2 separate regions of the Acanthopagrus latus genome follow, and region 1 is linked to region 2. Evidence: chromatin contacts called from public Hi-C data. All regions are on one chromosome and are shown on one strand. Each heading gives the region's core, a stretch centred on a gene start, on an enhancer-like site or on the middle of the called end of the contact. The rest is flanking DNA. Distances are from core to core; before and after follow the strand shown.

Region 1 (6,150 bases), core at 3,347-5,846, 140 kb after region 2:
TATGCCAAAACAAAAGCCTTGATAAACAACTTCAAAACAGTCCTCTCTGCAAATACTACCATGCGGTGGTGGTAACACCAGCTCTACAATATCATGACGAGGAACCTTAAGGATTAATTAATCTGACATATCCATTTATCAAATTCATGAGCTATCCCATTTTGTATACTTTGTGTGCTTTGACAAATTTAAGACAATATTCTGAGCAACTGTCGCTGTTGTTGGACAGAAAGGTTTGATAAAAGGCCAAGTTCCAGAGGAAGTTATTCTTTTCATACATACTAAAGTGGGCCAGCACGGCTTTGTCCTCTGTCTTGCACAGGCTTTTTAGAGTTATGAACAGAGGCTGAATGCTGAATGAGAGGCTGCAAGGAGTGCTACTTAATACCAAATCCTTTATTGTGCCATCTTTTGTGTGCTGTCACACAGTGAATGAATAGGACCGAGTCTTCCTGCAGGCTAAGCTCAACTTCTCTATCCTAATTCTCCCCACCACCAATCTGATATCCATGACCTGCAGGAAAAAAAGGGTTAACAGAGACAAAAACATTAGAAACATCTGAGTCTCAGGCTGCCCGCGCAGTCAGCAGCACAACATGAGAAAATTCCATGATATTTTCTGTCTGTAAATAAACAAATCCTGACTCAAGTCCGCTGGCGGCTCCTTTCCCTTTCTAGTCTTCAGGGCTCTGGTCAATATCACTCTCAGTTCCCAAAACACTCTTTACCTTCCCTTATCTCTCTCCCAGACCCGGCTCTCCATCCTCCCGCCTGTGCTGCTCTAAGTTGGGCACAGGGCCCAAACTCCTCAAGCAGCTTCACCCGCCTCCCCACCTCGCTGCCCTTTGCCATCGCTATCGCGCCGTATAAGAACCAGACCTTCTCGGACTGCACTTAGCTCAGAGGCTAACACTAACCAGCCGCAGATGTTTACACTGGGAGAGAAGGGGCAGCAGATGCGGTCTCACTCAATAAAACTTGCATCTCTCCCACTCTCCCTTTGTCTCTCTCTTTTTCTGACTTTCTCTCTCTCTCTTTCTGCAACTCTGCAAAGAACCCAGGGGAGCCCTTTAGATCTGTGGGTGTGACAACCTTGCTCTCAGGCTTTATTTGCCTCATTCCCAGCTCTTTCTGTGCTGTGAGTCACCTGGGTTTCCCCTTTAAAAAAATAAAAGACAAACGCTCTTTTCCAATTCTTCTAACCGCCACATACCAAGCAGTGAAGCTTGAGACATGATTATTACTGCAGCGAATGTTATTTACAGATACGGTGCGGAAGTGTTTTGTTTGCAAAGCTCCCTTCATTCAAGTGAATGTTAGCACACCTGAGGCCTCTTTATTTGATGATAAAAAGAGACACAACCCAAGAGTGGAATTCAAGCAGCAAGAACAGACAGGAATATCTCTAGGTAACACTCGGCAAACAAAACTAAGGCAGACACATCCTTGAGAAATTGGTAGATAGAGAAAAATAGCAGGCTGAGTAGTGTTTGGCCTCATTAGGAAATGTGAATTCTGCACAGAAATGTGGAGCAGTCCTGAGATGAAAGGGGGCGCTTGTCACCTTCTTGTGAAAGATTCCCCAAGTTGGAAAGTGTCAAAATGTTTCTAATCAAATCGCAACGACTTTGTACAGAGGCTAGATGTGTGGTCTGATATGAGCTCATCTATAAAGTGACAACAACACTAAACAGCACATAAACCTCTGACATTAAACTGCTCTGTGATACCTCAATCTTTGTTCTTAAAAAACTCTGTCTCAACCGACTACATTAGAAAGTCAGCAGTGCATATTGCTAATAGAAGGCAGATTGCAGGGCTCTGCAGCAGTAATGTCCTGGCAGACAGCAAGCGCTTCAGCGGATCAGTGTTTTAGCCTGCAGGCTCCTGAGAAGTGGCAGGTCACTATATAGTCTAAGCCTATTTGAGAAGGAGCATACCAGAACCTCCTGCAGTTCCACAGAGCAGGGAGGGAGCTGCTTTGAAAAAATCTTAGGAGAAAGAATCATAAAACAAACTGTTGAACAGCCCTGCTAAACATAGCATGGTGAATCCAGGAACATAACTCATAATTGCTCCAATAATCCTTGCTCTCTGTGCAGAGTTTCCAACACTGCCTTTATGGAAACTATGTCTTTTTCAGATTTTTGTTCTACAACATTCTGAGAAGTCAATTCATTCATTAAAAAACATGGTGGCAGTGGTGTTTTGTTTTGCGAAAGAGGAGCCCAGACTAGTGCCTTGAATGCTATTGTTTGGTCTGATCCCATCTAACATACTTGTTTGTGGTTATCTGGTTAAGCATGGTAGAGGCTGTGTGCATTTTCTCAGGCAGAGTAACACAACAGTATCATTATGTGCCCAGTGGGAAGGAACCTTCCGTGAACCTCCAGGGTTTTACTCTCCCACAACCAACTGAGGGGGTTGGTGGTGGGGTTGCCTGTATGCAGGCATGCATATGAAACAAATAAAGGGAGCGAATGCAATATCTGGTCAACTAGGCACACATAGCATTACGGAGGATGTGAGAGATCAGTGCAAATGTCTGCGGCCCTCGTCCAAAAACTCTCAATAAATGAAACATCAACAAAAGAGAAAGCAGTGGCTTTTCTTGCACTTAACAAAAACATCTGATGCGCATTATTCCTGACAGAGCATCAGACCGAGGATGAACCAGCTTGGCTTTTTAATAGAATGAGTTTCCTCTGCTCTGTATGGCCGTGCCGATTAACAAAAGGCTCTCGGGGAGGCAGTCAGATGAGATTTGCAAAAGGTGACCAGAAACTCTGAATAAAGTGTTCTGAGGGATGAATAATAACATCAGAATGTGGAGGCAGGACAGTCGAAACATGTACCTGTACTTCCCCCTAGTGGCCAAAGAATTTGTTACTGAGGACAAAACTGAGTAAAGAAGATGTTTTAAAACAAAAATGAATAAAGTAAATTGTGAGAAGAAAGCGCACAGCACATTCCTGCACTGCATATTTTACACTTCTGAACAACAGCTTTACAGTGGTTTGGTATAGACCATAATAACTCTAGCCACTTAAGCCACTTGACTGTCGAAGTTCTACTGTTTGGCAATAACACAAACATAGTTGTTTATCATGAACACTGACAAAAGCTGAGAAGCTTTAATCAAATGCAGATTCATCGTCTTCTTTAGTATCTAGTGTGCATTTTGTGTGGGGAAACATTTTGTTTAAAGTAATTATGAGGCTTTGTGGTCAGTGAAATGCACCCAAAAGCTATTTTGCTTGAAAACAATAGATTTTACAGCACATGCCATATGTACATGTTCAAAAGATACAAAAGAATGTATTTGTGAAGATGCCTGGACAAGCATCTTTTAATTTTGGTACCAGTCTTGTGTGATTAGACCATCTTGCTTTGTTACAAGCTTTTATGGCAACATATGAACTTAGCAAAAAAATGGGTTATAACTTCTTGGCTTAATCGGTTTATGCAACAGAATATAGGTACAGAATTAAATTAAGTTTGCTTAGGAAGGTTCCCAGCAAACATACTTAAAAAATCTAAAATTTGCATACTCCAACACTCTTTAAAATGTTGAATGTGGGGTTGAACACAACACTCAGTATCATATTTTTTGTGTTATTTTCTATATGTATGTTTATCCCAGGCCTTATTCAACAGTAGGCTCACAAAACTACTGTTGAGCCTATTTATCTCCATGGGGGAAATTGGGGAAAACTATAATACCCTATAACTCAGTATATTTCTTTAATACAACACTGCAGTAGGCTCTGTGTACTAATTGATTTTCACTTACCTTAATAACAATTTTTTGAGGAGCCATTGTAGTGAACACAGCAGTCAGCTTGTTTCACCTGGAAGTAGTGCACAATCATGGATTACACACAGTTGCCTAAAACATACACTGTCTAATAATTTTGTATGTTCATACTTGATAATAATAATAATAATAATAATAATAATAATAATAATAATAATAATAATAATAATAATTGCTGACAGAGCTTTTGAAAGGCTGTCTTAATCAAAATAATGTAAATCCTGACGTTAACCGACATGGATGGTAAACGAGTCTAACCGAGCTAACACAGATTGGTAAAATTTTGTGATAACGTCATATCCATAGAGCTCGTTTTAATATATTCAGACTGTGAATATATAGACTAAATAAATATGGCCAATTAAAATGCAGCTAAATCATTTTCGTCGTTATATCTAATTAGAGTTTATCTAGCTTGTTACTCATTAGGTTAACTTCTCGGTTCATTTAATGAGAGCAGCTGGGCTCACAAGACGAATGGCCAGTTCTAAGAAACAACAACAATAACACTGCAGAAGTCTTAGAGTAACATTCGGTCAATATTACGCTGGGTAAGAACCTTAAAATTGACAACAAATTTCATACCGCCAACAGTTTTGAAAGGGAGGCTTCAGGAGATGACGTCACAACCGCTTGGTTTGTAGTCCGAGGACGGCAAAAGGTTTCAGCGGATGACTCTTGCCAAAAAAACACATCACGGAAATACTAAGCAAGGTAAAAATTAAAAATAAATAAATAAATAAAATAAAAATTAAATGGCCATCTTTGTTTTTCAACGGGACATTAAGTACTGAATGAATATGTGTCGTTACAGTAACAATTTCTAAAAACGTCCAAAAGAATGCGACTGTTAATCGAGTAGGACCCGGCAAGGACCCAACGCGGTGACCGCTGTCATGGCAACGACCCGCATATTGAAGAAGCCTGTATCAACGTCCACGTTAAATGTTATGGACATGTGTCTAAATATGATCTTTAATCGGATAATAGCGAGTATGACATTAACTTAACTTTATTCTGATTGCATTAATGTACTATGGTTGAAGTTGTATCAAGTTTTTTGTTTATTTTCTGGTCAGGCACTGCTGTAAGTGTCACTACCCGAGTCGTGGCAAGTAAAGGCGCTTAACATGGATGCAGGAAGTTGGCGTTTTCTATCAAATAACTAAAATAGCTTAAAGGACACTGTAGTCGTCTCTTTTTCGTCATTTAGAGAGTAAACTCACTACTAAAAGTTATACGAAGCAACTACTGTAACGTTTTCTTGTCGACAATGATCTTCCGGTGAATCTGCTGTGCCAGTGCTGTCAGAAAGTGTTGATTCAATGATGTCTCGGCTCGCCAAGAAATCTCCATCTCTTTGTACGGATCAACCACTGGACAACACTGATATTTGTAACAAGCTTTATTTGCTTCGTCAGCTCCTGACGTCTTGCTTTGGTCCGAGAGGAAGACTAAAACAGGTCCACAACAACATTGGAGGGCGCGTTGTAACTACCTCAACCTCCTCAGTTCTCCTGTCAGCTGTCTCCTCCTCACATCCTTTCATCAATTTGATCAAAACCTCCATTTTCAATCACGTCTCTCGTTTCAGTGACTGTGGTTTGTTTGCTGCTATTCTCTGTTTGTCTATCATTGAGCGAGCAAAGCAGTCTGGTCTCAGAGGAAGTGTGGTCATCAAAGTGAACAAGCACTTGCTGGATTTGTGTACTAGTTACCTACGACAAGAGGACTGTGGTGTTAGAGTGAAGCTGGATTTCTGCAGCAGCCAGAACTTGATCAAATTAGCTCGCAGCAGCATCTCTAGTAAACCGGCGTGTGTGCTAACAGAGCAGGAGACACTTCACATCAGCAGGTTGGCTGTCCAGGCTTTTCTGCTGACAGTTCCCTGTAACAGCCCAGGAACTACTGTCACCCTTGGCAAAACAGTGATTGTCTCTGTTGAAGGTCACTCGGTGCTGAGCTCCTCAGTGTTTCCAGGTCTACTAGTGGACACGCCTGATGTCTTTCACCTCAACAATATAGAGTGCCTGCATTCAGACCCATTGCGCATGGTGTTGTTTAGTGCATCTCTTGCTGGGGATCTTTCTGAACTAGGAGACGGGAGAATTGAGGTGCACCCAGATGTAGACACAGATTCACAGATCTTAGATCAGCTCCTGGAGCTCGGCAAACAAGTGGTTAAAGATGAGGTGAAGCTCTTTGTATGCCAGAAGGTGATCCACCCAGTTTTACAGCAATACCTGAGGAGTCGTGGTATCATAGTGATAGAGCGACTGGGAATCACTCTAATGGAGCCACTTACTCAGCTGACAGGTAGGCCTCTACATGTT
Region 2 (6,131 bases), core at 2,444-4,943:
TCTACCTGTGCATGTCCTTCAGCATGATCTCATAGTACTGGACACACAAGCGATATACTGTACTTTAAGTCATTGTTTTGTGATATGACTCACTGTAAATGTGTTTTTTTTTGTTTTTTTTAATTCTCTAAGTCCTTTTAAGGAGCAAATTGTGGGAATTGCAAAGAGAGCGGGGACACGATGACGCACAGAGATGATTCAAACTGCTGCATGTGAAAACCCATTTAATGCGTGGCAAAACAAAGGCAATCAAGTCAAAACCTGGTTAGACTGGTTAGGCTTCATCATTGTCTGTGTCACTGATTCGCTCGGAGTGAGTATGAGTGTGTTGCATATCCATGTTACAACACATAAACACATGTGTGTGTTTTAGTGTCAACAAATGTTTAAAAAAGGACAAAGAGATGTTTGGCTCAGACGGGAACCCTAAACACAGGTTTCCATGTAATCGTTTCCTTGGTCTTAGATTGTCTGTTTATGGTGTTCCTGGGAAAGAAAACTTAAATGTTCGCCTCTGCAAATAGAGGCTTTACAATGTAACTGTGGACTAATTAGACACAAAGAGGTAAAAGGTTTGCATTGTAGAAGGATTTTCACTGTTAAAAAACAGATAGACTTGTCAGTAAAAACTTTATTGGACAGATAATTAACCCAAAACCTCATAAATAAATCCATAGTTTCAGCAATTCATTTGGCTGCTCAATATACATGTTTGCGTATGTTACTCAGATTTGATAGATGGAGTACCAAAGAAAAGTGAAAAACTGGCAGTCAGCAATTTGCCTTCGGAAAAAAGCAAAACAAAAATCTTTCCGTTTTGTGTTGCAGCTAACACGTGGATCGCTAAGGATACGAGCAATCTTGCTTGGCAAATCCTGGACACAAAGACTAAAATCCTGAGACTATTTGCGGAGTCATTGCTTTGACAGATCAAGGGGAGCTGGGAAATATAAACAGAGCATATTCTGTAATTGCAGCAGCTCTGGGCTGCGTGCTGATGCCACCCTGAAGGCCCTGCTTTGATGGTTTACAGTACCTTCTCAGGGAAGTTTCCATTCTGATCCTTAGACTGAGGCATATATGATGCTGCAGGAAAGGCATGAAAAACAGTTTGTATTACACATGAGCCGTAACAATAGTATCATCTAGAGAAAAAAAAAAGCTCTGTGATGTTGCGGCGCTAGACTCACCCACGGTTACACGTCGTCGTGGCGAGCCCTCCTCATCCTGGTGGTGTGAGGGTTGAGTTAAAGCGTGGAAAGTAGCGCTCCTGTTCGGTGTGTCCCCAACGCTGCAGGAGCGAGTTATCGGCCTCTGTAACACAGGTTTCAGTTCAGCAGTCCTAATCAGTTACCAGCAGGATAGTATTTTCAGGTTCATGGGTCTAAATCAGGTAAAGCACGTGTCTGCCAGGAATGTGTAGTGACTCTCCGCAGATACCTCTAAATACATTAAAGGTGCATGTGTGAGCCTTGCTGGCCATATATAGACCGTGTGATTTACAGTGTGAGGAGGCCGTGAGAAAAGCTTTCAGGGAAAATGTTCACTGCCTGGTCTTCATACTGTACCCGCTGGTGAGTGACTGTGTCCATGTTGGTGGCATGAGGAGGCAGATGAGCTTTCAGCGTGTCAGAGCAGCTCACACCTCTGTTGCCCAGGTCATCTGCATAGTGACAGATAGAGTAAGTCAATAAATTGATCGGAATTAATCCCGGTTATTCCTGTTTTCGTTGGTCACTTAGAGACCAGCTATTTAATCAAGTCCTTATTCTCAACTCTTTTAAGCGCCTCTATTCTCGTGCCTCCAGGCCTTCTCAGCCTTTTTCTGGCGCGCAGGTCACCAGGTCTGTTTGCAGTGCATTAACTGGTGCTGATACTGGACACAGCTCGATCGGGTTGCCTGGTAACCCGTTAGACACACTAATGTCCGTCTGGTTGATGACATACTTCTCTGACAACCCAAGCTCTTTCCCACAGAAAGCCCATATTCTTACATTTTCCAAACGTCACTTGGTCAGCAAGCAGATATCTTTTTTTATGCTATCATAACAAGCAAGACGAATGAGGCTGAGAATATGGCATCAGAGCGAGACCCCGGCTTTCTCAGGCAACACAACACTGTGATGTGTTAGTGATAGATGCTGGAATGTTTGAAGCCCGCGGTACTTCAACTTTGGTACTTTTTACTGATTGAAGCGTCAAGAAGCCCTCCTTGCTGTTCAAAGAACAGTAGTCTTTTCAAATAGTTTACCCACCAAAAAAAAAAAACTGCCTAATTTCTTAAACACATGTTTTTCATTTCAGGGGCCTGTTATTGAAAGGCTGGTTTGACATGGACGGGAGTTTAGATGGAGTCAGAATCAGATAAGACAGTGTAATTGGTTTATGTGTGTCAGCAGTGGAATCTTGTCTGGATCCTGCGGAGACAGTGGAGTACAAAGAGGGGGGCAGCGAGCTGGCACTCTCTTCATCACCTGGCTGGCCTGTGAGTCACTCTGCAGAGGATCATAAAGTCTGGTCTACGTCTAAGCACATTCAAAACACAACTGTCTTGAATAGATGAGCCAGGTGAGAGTAGAGATGAGTCCTGGCTGAATGTGAAGACATGTAGGAGCACACTCCTCAGGCTGACCTCAGACACAACAGTGCCTGTCTGAAATCCTGAGAAAATCACTTCCAGTCTCCCACTGTGACTCCTCCTCACCATTGCATGGGAGAAGGGACACAAAATGGAGAGCTGTCTGTCTGAGAATGCTAATGGAGGGTAGCAGCACACCCACCCTTCCACAGCCACGTTCAGTCTTCACACAGCCTGTGTCTTCCAGGAAAAGCCCAATCAAAACAAATGACAGGACATTTTGGGCAGGCTCAGGGACACAGCCTGGCGTTGCCTTAAACAGTGAAATCGGCAGGAACAGAGAGATGGACATCATTCCTGGTCTGACTCGGTTTAGTCGGGACAAGTCAAAGCATGAGCGAGTTCCCTCACCCCTGACTGGTTAGCACAGGCACACACATTGCGCACACACACACGCATGCAAACACAGACGCAAATTGAGCAATGTAAGTTTGGTGTGTGACAAAGTTTGACAAGCATTCACACGCAGACACGCACAGGGTTAATGACAAAGCAAAGCCTCAGAGTCGAAACTTTTCAGCACATTTATGTAACGGATAGGCAAAAGTGATGCTTATCGTGTCCAGTATTATTGTCCTCCCCTGGTCTGAAAAGAAATTAAGCTCTTTGAGAGACGACCGAGGGAGGAGAGCAATGCTGAGTCACAGGAACCCAAAACCTGGGAACCGCCTGCCAAGCCACGCACTGGGAATACACACACAATGGCTAAAAAGAGATTCCGACAAAGGGGAACTTCTGCAACTCCCAAAGGAGGCGTTCGAGGTACTGTAGCCATGTCACATAATGACCGCAATTTCATCTGAATGGGGAAGCGAGATCAAAACGAAGAGGCAACACATGAGCTCAGCAGCTGGACGGAACGAGCCATCATCTGGGGGTCATTTGGCTCTCACCTACAGCTCGCGTAAATGGAAACAGGAGGACTTAAATACAATTACTTTTGCAAGTTTACCTTAAGGAAACTCACCCAGGTTGTGCTCAGTAAATGCCATGAGATTTATTCCGGTGTTGAAGATCCCTGTGACAGATAGACACCGAGACAAGACACCGGCTGAATTTTAGGAAAGCACTCCAACGTTTTTGGACATTCTCAACTCAAAGAAGTGTTTGCAGCCAAAGAGCACACATTTTTCAGTTGTCAGTGTAGGCTGGCACAGGTGTTACAATAATTCAAATTGTCCCTTTTTATTTCTATTCAAATCAAAATATATTTCTACAAGAGTTAACATGCACAACCGGTCAACAGGAGAGCTTCTAGAGTTTTTGGCAGGCACTTGTGACACAGCTCAGCTAGCTGCTTCCAGAGTTTTTGCTAAGCGTCTCTCTGCATTGAACACACAGAAAATAGTTCCGCATCAATTTTCTCGTCTGTCCCTTTGTGGGGGTTAGGGTTGGTTTTTTTTTTTTTTTTTTTTACCAAAATATCAGTATCGCTTTAATGAATCAACACTGGAGATGTCATTGCGATTGGACTCACTTTTCTGAGGGCACTCAGGAAGAGGAGCCACCTGGTAGGTGCTACGTAAAAGCCTTGGTTTTGTTTTCTCTGTATCCCCCACTGTGCTTGGCATGGGCTCTTTATCTTCTCCCAACTGATCACTTTGGCCCGCCTCAGTTGCAGCACCGTCAGCGCTGACCTTACTCTCAGCCACTGTGAATTCCTCTGGTGACTGCTCTGTCTCCACCCTCTCTGTCTTCTCTTTGTAACTATCCTGGCCGCCGGCAGCAAAGCTTCCGTCACTGCCGGATGTGTGCGCCACGCTCTCCTCTGAATTAATGTCAAAGAACTGATCATCGTCGGCCACATCAGAGGGAGTGGGTGGGATCAGATTAATGACAGGTTGTGTCAGGAGGCTTCCCGAAGCTGCCGTGCTGTTGGTGCCACTCCCAAACAGTAACGTGTCTTCCTCCTCTTCTTCGTCATCTTCGCCACTGGAACAAGAGCCAGCCATTTTGGCCTGGGGCTGTATAGGGAGAGAAGACAGAGGCTTCAGTCGTTTCTTCTTCAGGGCCCGGGTGCAGGCACACACGGAGCTGGCTGAGCGGGCCATGCCGGTCCCCGGGGTCAGGAGGTCCTCCTCGAACAGGCTGAAGCTGCTGTTAACTATGCCCAGATCCTCCACTGTAATCTGGATAGCCTTCATCTCATCTGATCCCCGCTGATCCAAGTGTGGATGCTGAGGGCCCCTATAAAGCTTCCCTTCCTGTCCCTGCAGAGAATCCTTCTCCTCCCCTCGCAAACATGAGCAGCAGAACAGCCTCCGTGAAAGACGCCGAGTGCTCTTTCTCCATCGAGGCCGCTGTCTTCCCTCCTTTGCGCTCGCCATCGTAGCGGCTGCCGGACTATTCTCTGGCTATACTGCGAAACACACCATTCTTCAGATAATCCTCCACGGACAGAAGATCCACATCTCTGAGATATAACACTACCCTGTGAGAGACGCCACAGCATCTGCACACAACACAAAACCTCATCTGCAACATGTGTTGCTTAGGAGAGAAATAAATGGACCAATTCATGCTCTTCAGGTCAGGTGAATACTTGAAATGAATGCAGCGCTTTGATATGTAAAGCAGCGTCATTGTAGATACAGCTCTCTTTTAAAAAGGCTCCTAGTAAGACAGCAGTATCCTGCCATAATAAAATCTTTGCACAGGCTATATATAATATAGATAATACCAAGAAATATACACCCTACTATACTTTATTAGATTTACCTGGTTAACATTTCATCAATGCACACATCTCAGTGCATTTAGCCATGTACACAAGGTCAAGATGATCTGTTTCACAATTGGAGAGAAAGTTGAATTAAGTGAACCTGAACATGGCACACATGTGGCTGTCTGACTGCCTAGTTGGAGTGTTTTTCATAAGCTGTTGATCTGCCAGGATTTTCACTTCTCCATCGCACCCATCTCCAGTGTAACCATCTACTGAGCTGATAGAAAGGCAACAAATAACCACATCTTTCAACAAGGTAGCATCTCTGAACGCACAACATGTCAAACACTGAAGCAGAATTACACGCTGGGTGCCACTCCTGTCAGCTAAGAGCGGGAAACTGAGGCCACAACTGGCACGGGCTCACCAAAGTTGGACAGTGGAAGATTTGAAAAACATTTTCTTGTCGAATGAGCCTCGATTTCTGCAGGGACATTCAAATCACAGGGTCAGAATATGGGTATTCATGCTGGTTGTGGTGTGGAGGATATTTTCTTGGCATACTTTTTGCCCCTTAGTACCTATTTAGCATTGTTTAAACGCCACAGTGTATTCAAGTATTGTTGCTAACTATGTCTGTTCCTTTATATCCAGGGTTTAGTCAATCTTTTAATGGCTACTTTCAGCAGGACAACGTGCCATCTCACAAAACTCAGATCATCTAAATCTGATTTCTGGAACATGTAAATGAGTTCGCTGTACTCAGATGGCTTCCACATGAACCCAGTCTCGCTGCATTTGGGGTGTGGCAAAACAAGAGATTCACGA

The links. A called contact is a pair of places that touch in the nucleus more often than the background predicts.
Region 1: a contact with region 2 is called in a Hi-C map of muscle, with 6 times the contacts expected there. The contact joins the promoter of LOC119033350 here to the promoter of LOC119033476 in region 2. A contact is called at or near these places in 4 of 4 Hi-C or Micro-C datasets (liver and muscle).

The regions. Positions count from the first base shown.
Region 1 is chr15:11,799,087-11,805,236 of fAcaLat1.1, forward strand. It overlaps LOC119033350 (protein SLX4IP), which reads right to left and starts at 4,597. Exons shown (of 8, transcript XM_037123318.1): 1 at 4,403-4,597; 2 at 3,794-3,851. The coding sequence starts at 3,820. mkks (McKusick-Kaufman/Bardet-Biedl syndromes putative chaperonin) reads left to right here and starts at 4,690. Exons shown (of 4, transcript XM_037123317.1): 1 at 4,690-6,133. The coding sequence starts at 5,143.
Region 2 is chr15:11,664,897-11,671,027 of fAcaLat1.1, forward strand. LOC119033476 reads right to left here and starts at 3,694. Exons shown (of 15, transcript XM_037123629.1): 1 at 3,606-3,694; 2 at 1,569-1,663; 3 at 1,191-1,314; 4 at 1,037-1,086. The coding sequence starts at 3,630.